Linked DNA regions of Danio rerio: region 2 is linked to region 1. A link is a contact called in public Micro-C data. All regions are on one chromosome and are shown on one strand. The core of a region is the stretch at or near the end of the contact, and the rest is flanking DNA. Distances in the headings are between cores, read along the strand shown.

The links. A called contact is a pair of places that touch in the nucleus more often than the background predicts.
Region 2: a Micro-C map of caudal fin shows a contact between it and region 1, with 4 times the contacts expected there. The contact joins two enhancer-like sites. A contact is called at or near these places in 2 of 18 Hi-C or Micro-C datasets (caudal fin and an unstated tissue) and 1 of 4 datasets of contacts at active chromatin or transcription factors (caudal fin).

Annotation. Positions count from the first base shown.
Region 1 is chr8:19,049,574-19,054,153 of GRCz12tu, reverse strand. dimt1l (DIM1 dimethyladenosine transferase 1-like (S. cerevisiae)) reads right to left here. Exons shown (of 12, transcript NM_001003556.3): 11 at 4,241-4,347; 12 at 2,862-4,151. The coding sequence ends at 4,109. Among named protein-coding and RNA genes, the nearest start is that of dimt1l, 9.0 kb to the right of the region's middle. Within about 2 kb of position 1,948, at least 7 of the 62 cell types and tissues checked have an H3K27ac peak or open chromatin away from gene starts, as enhancers often do.
Region 2 is chr8:19,130,613-19,135,192 of GRCz12tu, reverse strand. No RefSeq gene overlaps it. Among named protein-coding and RNA genes, the nearest start is that of dimt1l, 90 kb to the right of the region's middle. Within about 2 kb of position 2,587, at least 4 of the 62 cell types and tissues checked have an H3K27ac peak or open chromatin away from gene starts, as enhancers often do.

The DNA of each region.
Region 1 (4,580 bases), core at 699-3,198:
AAAAAGCAGTTTCAATTTGATTTATTTTGTGAAATCCACTTACAGTTTTGCAAATATCAAGGATTATTCAATAAATGCACCAAAGTGACTGAGAAAATCTCTAATACAACATTAAATCAATGTTTTAAAGTTGAATAACTATATTAAAAAAGATTCAGTTGAATATCATTTTTTAGGCTGTAAAAGCCACTATGAGGACTGCACTGTAATGTAACATTTAAAGCTAGTTCTTAAATAGCTTCGTGAACACTAGTGTTTCAATGGCTGCGTGTTTTTTAAGATCTGGGAGTCGCAAACTACACATATTTTTTTCTAAATATGGAACCCAAATATATTGTATATCATTAATGCTGATTTGTAACTCATTATAGGTGGGATTGATTTAGCAGATGTCAAGTTTTGAAGTCTACACATTTCTCTGTAATTTTTTTTTTTCTTATATATTTAATTCATTTTTTTCCCCCTCTTATGCTTTCTGGATGATATGGTATTATGTTGTGTCCGACTGCGTGTGTATTGTCAAATGGCCTTTGAACCCGTTTTTTTGTTCTGTTTAAGTTAATGTTTATTTTCATATGCTAAAAAAGCAAATTTAAAAAATTAAACTGGCCATCACTTCAGATAAAAGAAATAACGATCGAGCTGATAAATAGCCTGGAACCATAATAATTTGTAAAAAAATAAATAAATTTAAAAATTAAAAACATTTAAAAATGCAGTATAGAAAAGTGACATTTTGATAAAATGGAAACTACAATTTAAAACGACAAACAAAAATCCCTGATCTTCCATGACTATAAAAATAATCTAAAATATTGATTTACAATGTCTGTTATAGACCTTTTAAAATTCTATGGTACAGTGCTCAGCATACTTAAGTACACCCAATTTAGAAAATGATTTTTTTATCCATTTCTCAGTGAATATAGGCAATGCATTTTGGTGCATTTAAACAAAACAGATTAAACAGATATATTTATTAAAATAATATTTTAAGTCACTAAACATATTTAGAAATTGAAAAGATGAACCAATTAAATTCAAAAGAAAAATTAAATGTAAACAATTAAATAAAAAACAAAATACAACTTGCTTCTCTTGATTTTTCCTTTTTTTTTAATTTGTAGTTCATATTTTCTGTAACAGAAATTTAGGTTTACTAGTTATTGCAAATTATTTTGTTAGATAAGCTTCAGTACTGACTAATCTAATGTAGGTGCACAAATGTAATATGGTATTGCTTACTATTAAAAATATTAAATTTAAAAGATAGATTTGTAAGGGGTGTACTTATCTATGCTGAGCATTGTATCCCAGAAATTCCATGACCCATGGAAACCCTGTATGTCATTTTAAAATATCTGAATGAAAACAAGCCTGAAGAGTCCAATGATATCAATCCATCAAATCAGCCTCATACTGTGCACGAGCGCTATCAGGCAGTCAACACACACTCCAGCATTGACTGACAGAAGAGGCCATTGTCACTCTCGAGGCTGTGAGCCTGTGGCGCTCCAACTCAAATCAATCCTTTCCAGTTCAGAATAGAGCAAGACACTTCACCCCAATACATACTGTACAAGTTCCTGCCATCTATCAGCCAGAGTGTCAATATAAAAAAAATCAGCTTTTGCAGTAAGTTTTTGTTAGCAGGAGAGGAAAAAGAGTAAAAGTTTAACAACAACAACAACAACAAAACTGTAAAATTATATCTGTACAGATATCTATATATATTTACACTATGCAAAGAAAGAGGTGGTGAAACGAACAATAAAATTAAAGAGAAACTGAAAAGAAACTAAAACTAAAAAAAGAAGAGAAACTAAAAAACTGAAGTAAAATAGGTGAATGTGAAAAAGAAAAAGTGAAAGAAAGGGTTGACAGTAGGAATAGTTGCCTTGTTAGCTAAACACAAAACAGTTGTCACGGTACTTGAGAGCCATCTAGTGCTCAAATAACGCAAAGACAACGAGCGTTTGGTCTGCAACTACCGAAATAATCCACTTAATTCTTCCAACAGTAACCACAACAGATTTTCTATTCATTTAATCGTCAGTCATGTGAAAAACTAAATTTTCATTTAATTCTGCAGAGTGTACTAAAAGAAAATAAGGGCAGACAAGTAAAAAATAGAATAAATCTTGCAAATGATCAGATCTCAAGTCTGTTTAACCTTTTTTTTCCTGCAGGGTGCATTCAGGGTTTGCCAATATATGAAAGATAAAGGGCCACATTGAAGTCATTCTGAAGTATCATCGCAAGAAAAACACACATTTAAAGATTTCTTTAAAAAGCATAAAATGATCAGTAGTGATCATTGGTTATTAATCCATATTTATATATATCCATATATCCATATCCATATATTTAAAATAATAATAAAAATGATAATAATAATAATAATAATAATAATAATAATAATAATAATAATAATAATAATAATAATAATAATAATGATAATAATAATAATAATAATAATAATAATAATAATAATAATAACAATAATCAAATTTATATCTTCAACCTTTCTATCACATCAAAAGATGAAAATCTGAGGGGGAATTTTGGGGGAATGTACGTTCATTTATAGAGGCCCCTACAGTTAAAAAATATCAACCTGGAAAAAGCTGTTTTTTTATTGTCTTAATCCACATTGTAACTACAGAAGAGTCAAGCTTAAAGAGGAAAATTATCTTTTTTTTTTTTTTAGCAAGAAGCTAATGATCTATCTAGATTTAGTGATTTATGCTAAGCTAAGATAAAAGTGCACCCGCCAGACCTGGAGATTAACTGAATGGATTTAAAAATGGTTAAACTCAATTGTTAAACTCTAGGCTATTTGTGAAAGGAGTCAAAAACGATTCCAAAAAAAGGTTGTTTTACTTTCGGAGCATGAAAACAATTCAAAGTGAATCAAATTAGAAGCACTAGACACAAGTCGTACACAAATGAACAAAGCAGTTTTCTTCTTTCTTTAAAAGCCAAAAGACTTGTATTCAGAAGTTTGGAGAACATGTTCTTGATTGTATTTTTTACACTCTAAATAATAAGTTAACAAAACATTTACTTTAAGATTTATTGACCTTGTACAACTAAACCCTTTTAAAGAAACATGCCTTAAACAAATTAGAGAATAGGTCAATAGTTTGCAATCATATTTACAGTATACAAAGTACAGTTTCAATAACTGTACGAAAATGCAAATAAAATGTATGTTTTAAATACTTACACATTTAATATTCAAAGTATGTTATTTTTTCTAGATTCACTAATACATGTTTGACACTCCAAGTTCTATAAATGAACTGAAGCTTTGCTATCAATCCATTTATATCCACCCAGGCAAAAATGCTGCAAAATGTTCGGCTCATTGTTTGTATTTAAAGAGATAGTACACCCACAAAAGAAAATTGTCATCATTTAATCATACTTCACCAGTTTCAAACCTTTAGTTATGAGTTACTTTCTTCTGTTAAACACAATGAAGATATTTTGAAGAAAGCTGAAAACCTGTAACTGTTGACTTCTATAGCAGAGAAAACAATTACTATATAAGGTTTTCAGCTTTCTTCAAAATATCTATTTTATGTTCAACAGAGGCAGGAACTCAAACATTTTAGAAAGACTTAAGGGTGAGTAAATAGTAGTTAATATTATTATTTTTGATCAATCAAATGATCCATTTGTTCATGGCAATTCTTTACATTAACTAATGCAATTAAAACTGCACCTTACCGTAAAGTGTTAACAGCAATCATTTCTCACCTTGACAGTTCAGTAATGAGAAGTAAACACACGATGATGTTCAGTGCTGAGACTGACGGTAATGAAAAACTTGTCTTATCCGTTAAGACAATCTTATAGAGTAAAAGCTCTTACCACACACTCGTACATCTAAAGTATTACCTCTCAAAAGAAGTCCATAATTCTTTCCCCAATACAGGAAAGGCACAAAACATCCCAGCCTGAGTGATTAAGTGTTCCATTGCTTGTCCATTGAAAAGAAATGTCAATCATTTCTTCGCATGTACGAAAGCATCAACCAGAATACGAGAAGACCGTGACATCACTTCTGTAAAGCTAGTAGCCGTTCCCCGTTCCTTAAATTTTAAGAGAAGTGTATCCCAGCAGAGTTGAACGCATGAAGAAGCCTAGCGTAAAATATGGATGCAGAAAAAAATGCTTTACAAAACACCCCCAAAACACAAAATGTACATGAAGTGAAGCGGGTTATACTTACACCATGAAATCATCTATATCCATGGAACGTGCCCTCTTATCACTGAACTTGGACTCTTGAAGGATGCTTTCAATTTTCGGAGCAATGTTGAAATCCTCAGGGATTTCCTGCAATTCAATTTGGAAATATTTAAATATACTTGCATCTACAGATAAGTGCAGTGAAAAAGTGCAGTTTACATCTGATAGCACAAGCTGATGAAGCTAAATACAGGTGTGAAGGGGGTCTAAAGAGTTGAGCTTTCCAGATTTAGAGATGTTTGAAAATGATTTTGATTAGACTTCTTTTGTAGCATAAATAGCTATAAAAGACACCCCCACTCCACCAACTGACCCAACAA
Region 2 (4,580 bases), core at 1,338-3,837, 80 kb before region 1:
AAGCAATGGTGATTTCATACAGTCACCCAGAGCACTGGCCGTTCTTAGAGGCATGCTGGAAAACAACACATTTGTGCTCCAGCTTTGTTTGCATTCATTATGCGTGAACATAAGGCAAAATTTCTGAAGGGCGACTCTTCTATGAGTCCATAGTACGGCAGTCCACCTCTAACCCACATCTCCTCCACTGTAGTGGGTTTGTTTTGCATGGCAGCTTCTTTCAGGGGTTTTCTAGGAAATATTTCCCTTTTCCTCTCCTCTTAATGCAGGGGATGTCAGTGGGCTGTGTGCGCGCCAGCATTGGCCCAAAGTTGGCTATGCGCTGGCTCCGCAGTGGACCCACAGGGTTTGGGAAGCAGTGTTCCACATTAACATATCCCAGCAGAACACAGCCCTGATTAAAAACACATTTCTGACAGAACACCTCCCAGAAGGAGTGTAGGAAAGAAAGAATGAGGGAAAGAGCGCCCGTTTAGTAAAACTAGAACAGTATATCACAGTAGATAAAACCCTGAAGGATGGTGCAGGGAAACATAAAGTTTTTTGAGGCGGCGACACAATTATGAGATTGAAGACACTCATAAATGCCGGAAATTAAGAAATCAAGACACAGCCTCGATACATCCTTCAAAGTGAAGCGCACTGTGTTTCTGCTACTGGTGATACTAAAGGGAATCACAAAAATTATGATTGATTTAAAACAATTCTAGAGTTAAAACATGTAGCCCCTCCCCAAACTCACATGATTGGTCAATATGCCAGCACTCTCAATTTGTTTTCAAACAAATACTACAATAAAGCACCACAAATTTTGAAATTGACTTAGTTTGCATGCTTCCAATATATTTCGAAATATATTCATTCATTTTCTTTCGGTTTAGTCTCAATTTTAGAGGTCGCCATCAGCGGAATGAATCACCAGCTAGTCCGACATATGTTTTACACAGTGGATGCCTTTCCAGTCGCAAACCAGTACTGGGATACACCCATACACACACTCATTAACAGTAGTTTATTCAATTCAATAGGGTATATATGCAGCCTTTATGATGCTTACTGAGATTGCATCACTCAGCAATGCAATCTCAGACACAAGGCACAGTGAGTGACGTCACTGTGATGGGTAGGGTTAGGGGTGGGGTTAGGTGAGCGCATTAAAAAGCATTGGATGCAGCTCAGATTGCACTGCACCAGGTCTGCATCCAGACCCTTCTCAAAAATTCCCACGTTTAAGGTCTGATTTTTTTAAAAATCAGTGATCTTTGCTGCCTGATAGATATATGATATAAAGTGGGTCTCAGACCGAACAAGAAGCACTGCATTAAATTAAATTTTCCCCTGCCAAGTCTTTAAAATAGGAGTTTATTTTACCCCAATATTTTCAACACAGATTCTGAATTAGCCAGCTGATCCTTCCAGTCTTTTATTACTTTTTTTACTTGAACAACTAAATGAATGCTTAAGTCTATTTAATTTAATGTATTGTAATCACATTAAAACATCGATGCTGTAAAACTAACCTTATGAAATTGAAAATAGTCACATAAAGCTTTCGTCAAAAGTTTATCATTGGCTGAAAAACAGCTTACCATTAAAATAAAATGTAGGCAACGTCGGGTGGCAAAGTGGTTAGCACTGTCGCCTCATAGCAACAAGGTCGCTGGTTTGAGTCCTGGCTTGCTCAGTTGGCATTTCTATGTGGAGTTTACATGTTCTCCTCGTGTTTATGTGGGTTTCCTCCGGGTGCTCCAGTTTCCCCAACAGTCCAAGCTAAATAGGCTGTAGTGTATGTGTGGGTGTGAATGCAAGAGTGTATGGGTGTTTCCCAGCGCTCGGTTGTGGTTGGAAAGGCATCCGCTGCATAAAACAAATGCCTGGATAAGTTGGCGATTCATTCCGCTGTGGCGACCTATAATTAATAAAGGGACTAAGCTGAAAAGAAAACAAACGAATGTGTGTGAATGAGTGTGTATGGGTGTTTTCCAGTACTGAGTTGCAGCTGAAAGGGCATCCGCAGTGTAAAACATATGCTGGATAAGTTGGTGATTCATTCCGCTGTGACAACCACTGATAAATAAAGGGACTAAGCTGAAAGAAAATGAATGAACGAATTACTACAAACTTTTAAGTATTAATTCTCTCTACAAACTGGCTGTTTGTTAGTAGTACAGTACTTTTAAAGTATAATCTTAATCCAACCCATTACCTAACCCCAACTACTTTCTTACTAACTATTAATCAGTCGCAAATTATTACTTTATTGAGATAAAATCCTAGTTAATGGCTAGAATTGTAGCTTAAAATAATCAAGTGTGACCTCATAATACAAAAATATTACACTCTACACTTATACAAACTTGTAGTTATGTTGGAGGGCACAGGAAAGTTGTAGTCCATTTAAGTTGTGATACTACGACCTCAGTAAAAACTGTGCTGCTGTGTCGAAACATCTGTGGTGAAACGGTCGTTAGGAGGATTGAATCTATGGTGAAATGTGCTGGGCCACAGCAGCAATAAAGACCTGAACCCAGTGACCACAGGCAAGGTTCATTAGTTCCAATCTGTGCGATTAGACACACACAAACAGCCACACTACTGGAGCTGGATCAGGTACAGTGAAGAGCAGCGCTACCATGCAGCTAGAAGCATGTGGCTTGCAGAACAATGCAGTGTTTTGTTTGTTTATCTGTTCCCTATCACGTTGTATTTTGTTAGACTTACTTGTGTTGGTATTGGGAAATCCCTCTCAGAGGAGGCCTGCAGGACTGTAGCTTTCCTCATGGAGCTAAACACGCATGGAACTGATTTGAGCCGTATTACTCTCAATATTAACCCTGACACAGAAATGAAACATAAACCTAAGGGGGTCTGTTTAAAGCGCTCCGTCTGTCAGTCACACAGAGCGCTGTTTTTCTGCCTGGACATATACACACACTGACACTCCCACCTCAGGTTTACTATCACATGCTGTAAATCACATCTACTCAGATGACCTGCATTGACTCTCACACTGCAGTAAAGATATGCAAAACACCAGCATGTGTTAACTGGATAAAAAAGGTTGCCAAGAAGACTATAGCATAATGATGACTTGAGAAAATCTAACCAGAAGTTTGGCGGCTTTGGATTTGGAATTTAAAGCTAGACACATTGATAAAAATATAGCATATTTTAACATGCTATTAGCAGGTTCTAGTTGTTTCGCTTGACATGTTTTTTTTTTCATTTGGCTAGTAGGCTATACTGCTAGCATTTTTAGTATGTTTGTAGCATGATTTAGCATGTTGTAAGCGTGTCCTGGCCTACTGGTTTTGCTTCGATTGCATTAGATATAGAGAAACACATTAAAAAACAAGTTGCTAATCTTACTCTTCAATGTTTTCAGTTGTTGATGATAGCATAGTTCTTGGATTCTAACACAATGCTAGTATAATTTAACATGTTTGTAGCATGTTTTAACATGTTGTTAGCATGTCCTAGCCTAGTGTTGTTGTTTTGATAGTGTTAGACATAAAGTAACACGTTCAAAACAAGTTGCTAATCCTAATTTTAATGTTTTAATTGTAGCATATTTCTTGGATTCGAATGCAATGCTAGCACGATTTAACATGTTTGTAGCATATTTTATCATGCTAGTATTTTCTAGCCTAGTGGTTTTGCTTTGATTGTATTAGATATGGAGTAACACCCAAGTTGCTAATCTTACTTGAACACATTTTCACTGGTTGGTAGTATATTTCTTGGCTTCTAGTATAATTTAACATGTTTAGCATGTCCTCCTAGCCTAGTGGTTTTGCTTTGATAGTTTAAGATATGGAGTAACACATTTAAAACAAGTTGCTAACCTTAATTTTATTAAAGTTTTCACTTGTAGGTAGTATATTCTTGGATATTAACACAATGCTAAAATGATGTTTGGCATGTTTTAATGTCTTGTTTGAATGTCCTAGTCTTGTCCTAATCTTACTTTTTTACATTTCATTTGTTTGTAGTATTTTATTTTAAAAAATTTTTTTGATTCCAACAGATTGATAACGTAATATTTTTGTAGCATGTTTTCACATTAAGTTATCACAGTCTAAGCTTCGTTTTTGCTAGTGTTAAACTGTGATTGAAACCAAGCAAAGCACAATGTGTTTCACATTACGCTCTGCATCACAGTATGGGGTGCTTCTCTTGAAGGTGTACAGGCACAAGTCTGTAAGAAAGACACCAAAAGCCAAACATTTTCCTAAATGCTCCAGGTCACAGTCAGGAAATGATCCAATTCGGCATTATGGAGCAGCATAAAACCGCTGCTTGGCAGAGAGATGTCCTGTGCACTCAACGACAAATGGCCATAAGTTAATCCTGCTCTTATTGGTAATCAGATACTGGGTCTGTGTACAAAAACCATAAATTTTCTTCTAAATGTAATTTAAAAGTGTGTTATGAGAAATGAAGTCATCACTCTGTAGTGTGGGTGTTGTAGCCTTGCAACAAAAATTATGTCCTTTGGAGTCCCTCAGAGGGACGTACCTCAACCTGTATGAGCCCAAAACAGCCCAGGTGGAGATTCATGTTGGAAAACAATACAAAAA